Regions from separate parts of the Ovis aries genome. Here region 1 is linked to region 2. A link is a contact called in public Hi-C data. All regions are on one chromosome and are shown on one strand. Each heading gives the region's core, a stretch centred on a gene start, on an enhancer-like site or on the middle of the called end of the contact. The rest is flanking DNA. Distances are from core to core; before and after follow the strand shown. Region 1 overlaps LOC121818794 (a long non-coding RNA gene). Region 2 overlaps ARHGEF10L (Rho guanine nucleotide exchange factor 10 like).

Evidence for each region. A called contact is a pair of places that touch in the nucleus more often than the background predicts.
Region 1: a contact with region 2 is called in a Hi-C map of tail adipose tissue, with 6 times the contacts expected there. The contact joins two enhancer-like sites. A contact is called at or near these places in 12 of 16 Hi-C or Micro-C datasets (blood, hypothalamus, liver and 6 more).

Annotation. Positions count from the first base shown.
Region 1 is chr2:248,828,689-248,835,091 of ARS-UI_Ramb_v3.0, forward strand. It overlaps LOC121818794 (a long non-coding RNA gene), which reads right to left. Exons shown (of 7, transcript XR_009599691.1): 7 at 1-6,089. Among named protein-coding and RNA genes, the nearest start is that of ARHGEF10L, 12 kb to the left of the region's middle. Within about 2 kb of position 3,378, at least 5 of the 54 cell types and tissues checked have an H3K27ac peak or open chromatin away from gene starts, as enhancers often do. A contact at or near this core is called in tail adipose tissue, where this site is marked.
Region 2 is chr2:248,732,438-248,739,054 of ARS-UI_Ramb_v3.0, forward strand. It overlaps ARHGEF10L (Rho guanine nucleotide exchange factor 10 like), which reads right to left. Exons shown (of 29, transcript XM_042244756.1): 5 at 6,458-6,549; 6 at 4,723-4,806; 7 at 1-27. Among named protein-coding and RNA genes, the nearest start is that of ARHGEF10L, 84 kb to the right of the region's middle. Within about 2 kb of position 4,499, at least 37 of the 54 cell types and tissues checked have an H3K27ac peak or open chromatin away from gene starts, as enhancers often do. A contact at or near this core is called in tail adipose tissue, where this site is marked.

The sequences.
Region 1 (6,403 bases), core at 2,128-4,627, 95 kb after region 2:
GAGTCTCGCCTGCGGTCACACAGAGAGAACGAGGCAGAGTTGGGATTGAAGCTTCTGTTTTGTTCAGTCTGGGCCTGACTTGGCAAATGTCAGCCCAACAGAGGTCCATCCATCCCAGGCTGGGGTCTGGACAGTGGCATGCAGGTGGGGGCAGTCTGCCAGGTCAGAAAGCTGGTGGCACTGCCATTTGGAGCCATCTCTTCAATTGTCTGGGCCCAGAAGGGAGGATCCAGCCCCTCTCTACTGCAGGAGACAGGCAAGGCAAGAGGCCCAGCGCAGGGAAACTGACGGGCTGCCCAGGTACAGCGGACGGGTAAGGAAAGGGGGCCACAGGAGGGCTGAGCCGCCAGGGTGCCCCCAGGTGCCATCACAGCCTACTTGGCACCCGCAGTGCCACACGGCGCTCAGCCCTCAGGCCTGTGGCACCCAAGGCAAGCCTCCCCGAGTCCTGAGAAGTTTAACGGCCGATTCCCTGAAAAGTGGCCCCTCCCGGCAACTCCACACCCCGAGGCCTCGCTCTCTCCTCTGCCTCTGAAGCCCCTGGTTCTGGACAGCCGCCACAGGCTGTGTTTCCAAAAGCTGATGCCGCAAGACTTCCCTGGCAGTCCAGTGGCTACAAGTCTGCGCTCCCAGCGTCGGGGGCCGGTGCAACCCCTGGTCAGGGAACCAGACCCTGCACACTGCAACTGAGAGCCAGGACAGCCAAAGAGAAAGAACTGACGCTGTGTCTTCAAACCTGCAAACAGGCCTCGGGATCACAGCCCAAACCTGGGAGGAAGGGACGGCGAGAAAGATGAGTGACCTCTGTTGCCAAGAGAGGTTCTCAGCTGGAGTCTCGTGACACTTAGCTCCACCCTGCAGGCAAACGTCAGCCGCTGACGAAGAGAAGCTGAGACCCTTGGGGCTGCCCCGGCCCTGCCTGGGGACGTGGAGAGCTTGGAGGGGCAGGAAGGAGAGATGAGGACGAGCAAGGCCCAGCCTCCGGAGGTGGGCAGTGCGGGGGCGGAGAGCAGACAGGAATTTCCAGGAGCCCGAGCACTCGGGCTCCCATCTGGCAGAGCCGTGACAGCAGGGAGGGCTTCCTCACCCTCCACGAACGGCGATGCCCTTCGTGGCTGGAGGATGAGCTTCTCCATGTATCGTGGGTGCCCATTCCCAGGAAGGCTGGCTGTTACTGCTTCCAGGAAAGTCCCCAGTCTTTTCCCCGGACCTCAGTGTCTCCTGTGGGCCTTAGGCCTGATGCCCACCTGCCATCCAAGATGATACCCACACAGGGGGCTGTGGGCACACGCCTGGGAGGGCAAGTCATTTTGTAAAAACAAGAGGTATTCTCAGCAACCTCCCTCAGATCCTTGGAGCCACTGGAAGGCAGTCCCAAGAGGCCTGCTCCTGGAACTCTGTGTCTAGCCACTGTGACGGCCGGCACTCAAACATCCGCACTCTCCCCGAGCCCCCAGGAGACCCGAGGGGACTCGTGACTCATGAATCTGCCTCCTTGGGCTCTTCTTGCAGGAATGCAAGAAGGCAGGAAGCTGTCAGTGACCACCCACTAAGGTGCCAGGGCTTCTGTAAACCTGTCCACCTCCTGATGACTCCCTGAGGCAGGCGCCGCTGACATCCCCATTTTCCAGATGAGAAGACTGAAGCCCGGGATAATGCCTTGCCCGGAGTCTAGACGACACCATCTGTCCCCAAGGAGCTTGCAGGGGTCTTGGGAGGGGAGCGTTCCCCTAAGAAATGCAGGTGCTCCTTGGAGTCCTGGAAACCAGAGGGTGACGGAGCCCAGCAGCCTCGGTCTCCCCTCTGGGGAAGCCCGAAGTCCAGACCAGGGGTGTGGTTTGTCCCAGCTCGTGACCCGCCAGGCTGCAAAGCCAGTGCTGGAGCCCCGCCTGGACTGCGGCCCCAGGGGGTCTGTGGAGCTGGCGCAGCTGGTGAGAAGCAGGGAAAACCAGCGACAGCCTATTTGGAGTCCGTAGGGAGAGGTGTGGACACAGCTGGGGTCCCGCCAGAGCTCCTTGCTGGGCAGTGGGGGCAGAGCGTCCAGAGAGGCGCCCTCTCCTGCCCTCCGCTAACCTGGGGACGCCAAGGGCTGCTGGGCGCCCCCTGCTGGCCACCAGGAGCATGTCCTCCAGGACCAGCACGCCCCAGAGCCCTGCCAAGGGGCTTCCCCTGCCTGAGACGCCGGGCTCCCAGTGGAGGGGCCAGGGTCCAATCCCTGTTCAGGGGATGAAGGCCTCACATACTGCAACTAAGCACTTGTGCCACAACTAGAAAAGCCTGTGCGCGGCAACTGAGATCCCGCACAGCCTAAATAAATAAATAGGGGGGAAATTTTTATTTTGTTTGGCCAAGAGGCAGTGATGGGCTGCTGGAGGTCAGCGCTAACCCGAGTCTGCGTTGCCCCATTAGGGTTCTACACTCACCGTCCCAGCTTTCCACGGCCAGGCATCGATGCCCTCCACGTGGAGCTTGTAAACATGCCCACAAGTGCTCTGACTCCCCTCGTGGAGAGACAGGGTCTGCGCCTGAATCTGGGCAGCCTTGTGCAGCCAGCAGAACGCCGCAGAAGTGATTCTGCCAGCTCAGACGAGGGCGTGTGCCTCCGTCCTGTTAGCTCCCACTCAGCCCTGAAGCCACCCCGTGAGACAGAGACCAAAGGTCTGCCACGACGTGAGGAGGCCCCAGCTGCACAACGAGGTCGGGAGTCAACAACCCCGGTCTCAGCCGGGATCAGCTGCCAGCAGACAATTCCAGCAGCCTGCTCTCGAGTCAGCCCGGGCTTCAGGCCTTTCAGCCGAGGCCCCAGACAGCACAGAGCAGAGACGGGCTCTCCCTGTTGTACCTGTCCAAGCCCCTGAGCCGGTAAGCATCACAAAACGGTTGCATTCTGCCATGAAGGTTTGGGGGCTGTGTGTGTTTGAGGGAAGATGAGTTCAGGGACGTTAAAGCCCTCTTAGTGGTTAAAAGTGAGGGTGTCGGGAGGCTTCCCTGGGGTCCCGTGGTTAAGAATCTGCCTTCTAGTGCACATGTGGGTGTGGTCCCCGGTCAGGGAACTGAGATCCCGCGTGCCTTGGAGCCCGCTAAGCCAGGACGCCACAACTACTGACCCCAACGCTCCAGAGCCCTCAAGCCCAACCGGAGAGCCCCACGCAGTGCAGCGAGGGGCCCAGCACAGTCCCCAAAACAGAGAAGAGACAGGCTGTGGGGCCAGGCCGCCGGGCCTGCAGTCCTCACCAGCTGGGCAACCTCGGAGGGGCACTTAACCTCTCTGAGCCTCTGATCCCACCTGTGTAAAATGGAGCTGATAACAGGGCTGCAGAGAGGTTTCCGTAAGAAAACGCTCATGAAGCAGTTGACACCCGCGGGCGAACAGCACGGGAGTGTGGTAACTGAGGACAGTTGTTACAAACAGCTCTGCAAAGGGGAGGAGCCTGCCTCCAGTCTGATGGGGTAAGAAAATCCTGAATCGGGCTCATCTGGAATTCCTCAGAGAGACAGTGTGTTGCAAAACCGGAAGGGGCAAGGGGAATGAAAGTGCGCCAACAGGCGCTTTCTGGGCTTCTGATGCGACTGGTGGGAGCCCAGGGACAGCCTTGCCTGGCCAGCCTTGTGTAGGGAAGCCTGGTCTGGCCCTTGCCTAACCTCTGGGCATTCTTTCAAATGCGCCTTGGTCAACCTCTGGGGACTCTGAAAAGGGGCGACACAGTCTGCTAGAAAGACAGTGAGCTTCAGAGCCCTGGGTCTGGACTCAGGCTCCGCCACCAGCCTGGAGTCCCAGGCCGGCCGTGTGGCTCCTGGAGCCGCGTGCTCCACTGTGCAAGTGAGGGCCTGATGACACGCGTTCGGCCTCTCACAGTGCCTGGCGAGAAGCGGGCTCTCAGTAAGCAGAGCTGCTATTAGCACCGTTTCTCTTATTGTTTTCACTTTTCCACTCCCTGGCCTTGAAGAGCAGGAAACAATAGCCACCATTGACGACCTTGGTTCAGCCAATATTTCCGGCTCTCTCCTGCTAAGAAGGATCACTTCCTGACCCCTGGGTAGGTGGGGCCCCTGAGCTGTGAGCGCCCCGCGCGTCACTTCCGGGCTGAGCGCTCCGTCACCAGCTGAGACTCTGAGTCCCGGCACCGTGCCCGGCTCAGCACCACTCAGAACGGGGACCTCAGCAGCCCAGGTCTCTGCACGGCAAGATGCGCCAAGGCCCAGCCCATGGGCCATCAACAAGTAGTGAAAAGCCGAGCTTTCTTGTTTTCGGTTGCTAGGATTTGGAGGTGGCTTGTTTTGTCGTTGTTTTTTGGCCATGCTGCACAGCGTGTGGAATCCTGGTTCCCCAACCGGAAATCGAGCCTGTGTCCCCTGCTTTGGAGGAGCAGAGTCTTAACCACTGGACCGCCAGGGAAGCAGGGCTCCTGCACCAAGCCTGATCTCAGCTAGACTCGACTCGCTCCTGCACCAAGCTTGATCTCAGCTAGACTCGACTTGCTCCTGCATCTGCCGTCTTCTGGTCTAGGGCAGCCTGTCTCAGGCCGCTCTCCACGGCCCCGGCCTCCAGCGCACGCTGGTCTCAGGTGGAGATTACAGAGGTCCAAGAGAGAGGACATGCAGGAGCAAGACCCTGAGACCCTGGCTCGGCAGCCACGTGCCCTCACTCTGCATAGGTTAAGACAAGGAGTGTAAACTTGATCCACACCAACAGGGAATCAAAGCATGGCGGCCCTCTTGGGCCAGGATTTGAATGCAGGCCTGGTACTTCAACATTATGCCAACCTGTCTCTAAACTGAGTGAAACTGAATGTTTCTCAGCCATGTCTGACTCTTCGCAGCCTACCGGGCTCCTCTGTCCACGGAATTCTCCCAGCAAGAATACTGGAGTGGGTTGCCATTCCCTTCTCCAGGGGATCTTCCTGTCCCAGGGATCGAATCCAGGTCTCCTGCGTTGCAGGCGGATTCTTCACCCTCTGAGCCACAGGGAAGCCCGTCTTGTCTCTAACCTCGGCTCAAGTCAAGTGCTGAACTCCTGCCTCCTCCCTTTCCAGCTCAGGCCCTCGAACGGTACTCTAAGGATCTCACCCCTCCTAAGAGGCTCAGCGGCACAGCTCAATCACATCTATTTGCCTGGCCACCCATGCGTTCATTAGATTTCTACCGCGCCTCTCTTCTATCAAGCTCAGGGCCATCCTGGGAATGAAATTCACAGCACAAACAGCTGGGGCACACTCAAGACGTTGCAGAAATAGAAAGCAAGTCAGAGGGGGGACCAAAGCCAAAGGCTTGAGGGGAACCAGTTCCCAAGAGGCCAGGGGTGGGCATTTATGGATCATTACCAGCTACAGAGCTTTCCTCCCAGGAGTCAGTGGTCGGCCGCTGCTGTGGCCCAGAGGGACAACCCTGGGGCCAGGTTTCACCAGAGGGGTCTGCCCGGTGGACGGCGCCCATGGGTGCTGAGCACTGAAATGAGCAGCACAGGCAGAATGGGGCTGCATCCAGGGCTGGACAAGTCCCGGGAGGCCCTGGGCCCGGGCCCCGGGCCCTCTCCCCCACCCCCGGGGAGGCAATGTGCCCAGGCCCCGGGCCCTCTCCCCCATCCCCGGGGAGGCACTGGGCCCTCTCCCCCACCCCCAGGGAGGCACTGTGCCCGGGCCACGGGCCCTCTCCCCCACCCCTAGGGAGGCACTGCGCCCGGGCCCCAGGCCCTCTTCCACACCCCCGGGGAGGCACTGTGCCCTCTCCCCCATCCCTGGGGAGGCACTGCGCCCGGGCCCCGGGCCCTCTCCCCCACCCCCGGGGAGGCACTGCGCCCGGGCCCCAGGCCCTCTTCCACACCCCCGGGGAGGCACTGCGCCCGGGCCTCGGGCCCTCTCCCACACCCCCGGGGAGGCACTGTGCCCTCTCCCCCATCCCCGGGGAGGCACTGGGTCCTCTCCCTCATCCCTGGGGAGGCACTGCACCCGGGCCTCGGGCCCTCTCCCCCATCCCGGGGTCAGCTGGTTCTGCACATGTGGATCTTCAGCAAGTCACTCCGCCTCCTGGAGCCTCAGTCTTCTCATCCATAAACCGGGACGATGATGTTGCGATGAGGATTCAGGGAAATCCTGTAAACAAAGGGCAGTGGACACCGCTGGAGGTCCAGGCGCTGGCCTGGGGAACATGACCTCGTCCTCTTTAACTGAAGATTGCACAGGAGGCCATGTGGCTTCTAACATAATAACAACACCGAGAGCAGAGCAGACACACACAGCACATGCGTGCCATTCTCAGTCCCCCAGCCTCGCTGTGAGGAAACAGACCCAGAGCCACACAGCTCACTGGCGCCAGGGTGCAAAGCCAGGTCAGCTGCTCTAGACTGGGCTTTCCCCCACATCTGGACAAGGATGTCGCTCCGCAGCCTGCCCTGAAAGGAAGAGAG
Region 2 (6,617 bases), core at 3,249-5,748:
CGTAGGGCTGGTTCCTCTCCGCCTCTGCTGGCCAAAAGACGAGGCTGGTGAGCGGAGGTCCTGAGGCCAAGCCCAGCAGGCCCAGTTTCTGAACTTGGGGGCGGGGAGGGCGTGCAGGCAGCGGGGTGGGGGCAGTCAGGGTGGACCTCTAGCTCTGCTTCCTGGTCCATAAGCGGGGGGCAAGGAGAACACAACATCCACCCCGCAGAGTGAGAAGGCGTGAAAAATGCAGAGACCACAGGAAATGCGCCTGGCACACAGCAGGCCCCACAGCGTCCTCCTGGCGGGAGAGACAGGCTGGGAGTCTGGAACGTGTACGCACGGCTACATTTAAAATAGGTGACCAACACAGATCTACTGCACAGCAGAGACGTCCGCGTTCCATCCCTGAGTCGCGTCCGACTCTTTGAGACCCCGAGGACTATGTAGCCCGCCAGGCTCCTCTGTCCATGGGATTTCCCAGGCAAGAAAAGTGGAGTGGGTAGCCTTTTCCTTCTCCAGGGGTCTTCCCAACCCAGCGATGGAACCCGCGTCTCCTGTACTGCAGACAGATTCTTTACCGCTGAGTCACCTGGGAAGCGCTATGGCACAGACAGCTCTGCTCCACACTTTCTAATGAGCTAAATGGGAACAGAAAGTGGTCAAGAACAGGTACACAGGCGTGTGTAACTGAACCACTTTGCTTCACACCTGAAACCAACGCGTTAATCAGCTCTGCTCCAGTAGAAAGTGAAAGTTAAAAAAACAAATTTCTTCCCACTATTGGCATCACCTTTCCAGGATCTAAGTGCTCATCCTGGGCCTCTTTGGCATTTTTTTAGTGGAAAAGAGAAGACCTAGGACCCAGTCCTGACTCAGGCCCTCAACTCTGGCTCCAGCACCCTTGGGGGGAGGGACACGGGCAGTGAAGATGGTCTGGACCATTGAATGACTGGGGTCCCTCGCCCCAGATCTGAGTTCCCCGTGAGGCTCCATGAAGGTCCAGTAGGGGGCGCACCTGGCCCATCATCCAGGAGTGTTCCCTCTTCCACCGACTCACGGGAAACTGGGGGACAGAGACCTCGGAGTCCTTTGGCCTGGAAGGACAGGCGCCATCAGGGCCCTCTGTGGCCCCTGTGAACTCGGGTTTGAGATGCTGCTTCCAAGAAGGGAAATCCACTTTCCTGGGCCCAGAACGCAGGGCCTCAGCCTAGCCTCCACTTCACTGACGGGGTTCACGTCCTGGGCTGTTGCCTGGAGAATAGCTAAACCACAGGCCACGCAGAAGTGAGGCCAGACTCCCAAAACTGCACGAAGGTGAGAATGCTTGCTGTCAGCTCAGAAGAAAGCACTGGAATGGGTTTAAAATTAAAAAAAGAAAAAAATCTGCTCAGAAACCGCACATACTGAAGGGCTGAGAACTTTGGTTTTCAGAGCTGTCTCTGCAAAATGGGGATAATAATAAGCTGAAAGGTGAAGGAAATAAAAACAGGGATGAAAAGCCCTTAGCCAAGAGCCTGGCACGCGGCAGGCACCCAGCAAAGAGCAGCTGGTCCTGACTCATGGGGGCTCTGGGTGGGCTTGAGTGTCTCCGCACTGACCCCAAGCCTCCACCTCCCCCACACAGGGCAGCTGGGGGTGAGGGCTCTGGAGAGACTCTCAGCCAAAGAGCAGAACAGACACACCGGGCTAGGCTGGAGACTCTGGTCCCAGGATCAGGAGGGAGCACAGAGCTATTTTTTCAGCAAAAGATAATAGTGCCCAATGTCTCCAGGGAGTCTAGCGGCTGGAGACCAGGCTGTGGCCTTTCCTGGGGTGACTGTCCCGTTACTGCAGCAGAGGCTCCACGACCCAGGAGCCAAGGGGCAGAGCTCGGTTCCTGGGGCGGCCCGGAGCAGGAACCACGAGGCACCCACCTGCCCTCCTTCTGGCCCTGGCCACCTACAACTACATGCCAGGTCCTCCCAGTGGCCCTTGGGGCCGGGAACTACCACCTCTTTCTATCAGACAAATGAGATCAATGGAGCCCCAAGTCAGGCAGTGAGCGGGAAGGGGGCTCCATCCACCCACCACGCTGCCTTCCACAGAGGCCACGCTCACGATCCCCAGGCTCACTGAGAAACACTATCTCCAGTGGAGACACAGTCACCAAATCTGAGTCTTCAGGGGCCTCACAGAGGTCTGCTTCCCCACCTCCAGCCCCAGCCGGTGCCTCGGGCTTCACTAACGCTCAAGATCACGGCCACCCGCTCAGGGCTCCACACCAACCCCCTTGTGGTATTCTCACGACAACCCCAGGAGGAAGCTAGTACTGCCCAGTTTTACAGATGCATCGAATGGGGCCCGAGAGGTTAGGCAGAAGTTCTGTGGTGCCACCCTTCCCGAAGCCCTACAAGGTCAAGAGGATATTCTGATTTCATGTGAAGAAGCCGACACCCAAAGCACAGAACCCTGCGCCCAAATCAATGGCAGCACTAAGAACCCAGGGCTGCGTGTCCCCTGGCCTGTGTGGTCCGCACCCCAGTGGACACCCTCCCCGTGGAGGGCCCACTGAGCCCACAGGCCACACAGGTCAGTGCTGGGCCTCGGCAGGTATGACGCCCACAGTAAGAGCATTGCTTGTGGGGTGCACCTGCTGAGGGCCGGCCACAGCCTTGAGGGAGAGCGGGTGTCCCAGGGCAGGGACCCCAGTCCTGAGTTTGCAGGCTTGGAGCTGGCTCTAGGCCACCTGCTCCTGCCCATCTCAGAGTAAACTGCAGGACTTGCCATATCCCCACACAGGGGTGCCCAGCAGACTGTGACCAAGTAATGGCTGGCTTGATTGGATTCAGGAGGGAGAACAGCCCAAAGGGGGCCAAATAGTGGCCTCAGGCCACTCAGCTCTCCCAGCTCTGGGACCTTCCTATAGCCATCCTTTCCCACTCTTCCAGATCCGAGAGAGCTACAAGCAGGAAAGGGTTCCGGGCTCCTCCAGGGATGAGCTTGCTAAGTGGATGCATGGGTCACAGGCCCAGCCTCCCGGGTGCTGGGACGGGCGTCGGGAGTGTGCCTCCGGGGACCCTAGGCCTTGTCCTGTTGCCTCTGTGGCTCTCCTGCTGGACCATACGCTGCCCCAGCAAGGTTACGGTTGCCCCATCAGACTAGGAGCTCCTCGAATGCAGGGGCTTGAGACGGGGAGCCGCTGAAGACAGGCAGAATCATGTCGTAGAAAAAGCAGGACCAAACAGATGTCTACTCGAATTCTGGCTCTGTGATCTGGGGCTGGTGGCTTAACCCTCTCTGATGTGACTGTCAACTGGAGCCACAGGCCCTACCCAACCAATCTCTCAGGGTGATTGAAGAGGGGGAGCAACTGTGCTTCATCTGTCACAAAACGCCATCCAAATCCTCTGGAGTGAAGGCACAGACACTGGACTTGGAGTCCGAATGCCCCAGGCTCAAATCCCAGCCCTGCCTCCGTCACTCCCTCCACTGGAGAACAGGAAGTGATGCCCTAAGTCAGGGGGCTTGCCAGGCGGTGCAGCGACAAAGAATCCAGCTGCCAGTGAAGGAGATGCAAGAGCTGTGGGTTCGAGCCCTGAGTCAGGAAGATCCCCTGGAGTAAGAAAGAGCAACTCCCTCCAGTATTCCTGGCTGGAAAATTCACAGACAGAGGAGCTGGCGGCTTACAATCCATAAGGTCTCAAAGAGTGACTGAGCACGCACGCAGGCACACACAGACACACACGGCCTAAGTCAAAGTTTCAGACCAAATTACATGAGATAAACCATGAAGAGCCGGCGGCGTGTTCGAGCAAAGACGCTCTCATGGTGAATGGATGTTAAACACCCCTCCTCCCTGGATAGTCCTCCCTCGAGCCGGATGAGCATGCAGGCCTGTGCCAGCAGGACTCACCCTCCTCTGCCCTGCGCACCCTGTGGCCACAATCTCCCTGCCTTCCCAGCCCACCAGGGGCCTGTCTCCAGAGCAGGGCCCAGGCTTTCCCAGGCCTTCCCTGCTGCATTCAGCTTTAACAATCTGTCATTTCCAATAGACCTGGGATGTCTGAACTATTAAGCCATATTCAGGAGGAATGGAGGCCCGGAGAAGTGAATGACTTGCCTGGGGATCCACAGAACCCAGTGGCTCAAAGAATCTGCCTGTAATGCTGGAAATATGGCAGGAGCCACGGGTTCGATCCTTGGGTCTGGAAAATCCCCCGGAGAAGGAAGGGCAACCCATTCCAGTGGAAAATCTGTCCTAGAAAATCTGGACAAAAGAGCCTGACGGCTACAGTCTATAAGGGTTGCAAAAGAGTCGGACACGACTTAGGAAAGAATCGGACACAGTCGGGTATCCACAGCCCAGCAACCCCCGGCCAGAGAAGCCCGAACTCCGCCCCTTGAAGCCCCAATATTACCCTGGAAGCTCTATACCGCCCCATGGAGCCCTAACCCCGCCCCCTTGGCCCTAACCCCTCCCCTTGAAGTCATAACCCCGCCCCCTGAGGCCCTAGCTCCGCCCACGCAGCCCCAACCCCGTCCATGAAGCCCTAACCCCGCCCCATGCAGCCCTAGCCCCGCCCCGGGCCGGCCAGCCCGCAGCCGTCTCCCACTTTCCCGGTTTGACTGCAGCAGTTTCTAAAAACAGGGAGGAGGGGCCGTGCGCCGGGTGGGGCCGGGGAGGAAGTGGAAGAGGAGACCCTCGCCAGGCCCCGCCTCCCCGCTCCGTCCCCGACTCTGTCCAGAGAGAAGAGGCTTTACCCGGCTGCTGGGAGTCCAGGTTCTCGCAGGGGACGTCGTCGTAAATCACATCTTCTTCCAGGGCGGGGAAAGTAAACCGCTCGACTGCGAGAGAAGGACAGGGAGGGAGCACGAATGAGGTTGTGGCGCCCGGCGGGAGGCGGCCGCCAGACTGACATCAGGACTGCACCAGCCGGCAGCTCGCTCCGCCTGCCCGCGTCCCCGCGGCCCGGACGGGCCAGCAGCCTGCAGCCCGGCCCCTGGGGAGCCCCCGCCGGCCACTGCTCTCGGAAGACTGGGACAGCTGCCTCTTCCCGCCCCCAGGCCTCCAAGGAGCCCTCCCAGAGGCCGCGGAAGCCCCGCCTGCTTCAGCAGGCCTGCGCACCTGGCTGATGGCACCTGCAGAGAGCCTTAAGCAGACCCAGCCCCGGGCCGGCCCCGGAAGCCTCTTCAGCCGCCCAGGCCCCCAGGACTGCCCCAAAGGAGTCACCTGGTACCCAGCGGTGGGGGAGGGCAAGGCAGCCACCCTGAATACACGGGATGGCAGGGAGCAGGGGATGATGGGATTTGGAGAGTGGGGTTAAGGACAGTCCCCCAAAACTCAGCCAGTGGGGTCCTGACTGGTTAAAAAAAAATCAGCAAATGAGCATGCTACTCCCCTAACACTTTGCTGGGTAGACTATGAGCAGGGCAGAGCACACACCCTGCCCATGTTAGCAGCTCCCGAAACAGAATATTTACAGAGGTCTTGCCCCCTAAAATTGTGTGCCCAGTCTCTGCCCTCTTTAGGGACATGCAGCCCTGCAGAGACAGGCTTTGGAAAACCAGCCCCCACCCCTGCGGGGAGCCTGTCCTCACCCCGCAGGCCTTCCAGGGACAGAGGGCCAGATGGACTCTGAAGTTCCTCCCTCTGTGTTGCCTCCTGTGGTCGCAGGGCCCCCAAAGCCCTGTAGGACCCTCACCGCCCCCTCCCCACCAACACAGATTCTGCCTCCCAAGTGGCCCTCAGACCTGCCCACCTCTCTCCAGGTCCCTAGCTCCAGATGTCACCTGCCTCCCTGGGACAGCCTCCAGCCCACTACCTTCTCCCAGAGTATCAGTGATGCGGCTGAAATGCAGACGTGGCCACATGGCTGTCTCCCTGACACCTTCAGGAAGCAGGGCCTCCAAGGCCTTCCCCACGCACCCTGGGAGGACCTGGGGAGATGGCAGCCTCACCGGGCCCTGCTCACCCCCAGCCTCTCCCCTCCACCACACCATGGCTCACTGCTCCCCCGGTGCCAGGCTTCCCCTTGCCCTCGACCTGGACACTCTGGCCCTGGCGCCTGCTTCTCTGCACTCTGCCTCAGGCCTCGTGGGCTCTCTCAGCTCCCACCCTCCTCCTGGCACCTGCCCTCTGCACAGTAAGCGCCCACCCATGTGTCTGGTACTGCTATCAGAGGGACCCCCTCGTCTTGGGCACTGGGGAACACCCGCTGCCCAGATCGACCTGCAGGAGCTTGTGGGGGAGGGGGACAGATGGACAGCTGGGTGTGTGATCTACTCTGGGAACGTGGTTCCAGGGTGGCAAAAGGGGCGAGTCTCATGGGTGGGCAGTGGCCCGTCTCCCTCAGCTGCCACCAAGGCCACGTAGCGAGGACAGCCCCTCAGGGAGCGTGAGCCCACATCAGCTCCCTCGGCCTAGAGAAGGGGGCCTCTCCTGGCACCAGCCTCCTGGGGCTGAGACCTGGGGGGCAGGGTGGGGAGGGGCACTTACTGCGACGGGAACTCTTCCGCCTCCAGCTGGAGCGCTGGGCCTCGGAGAAAGCTGCGTCCATGGCGTCCCCATTGCTCACGGCGGCTGGCCTCCTGCGGGCCGAGAAACAGGGCCGTGAGCCAGGAGGGCGGGACAGCTGGCTCCTCGAAGCCTCGGGCAG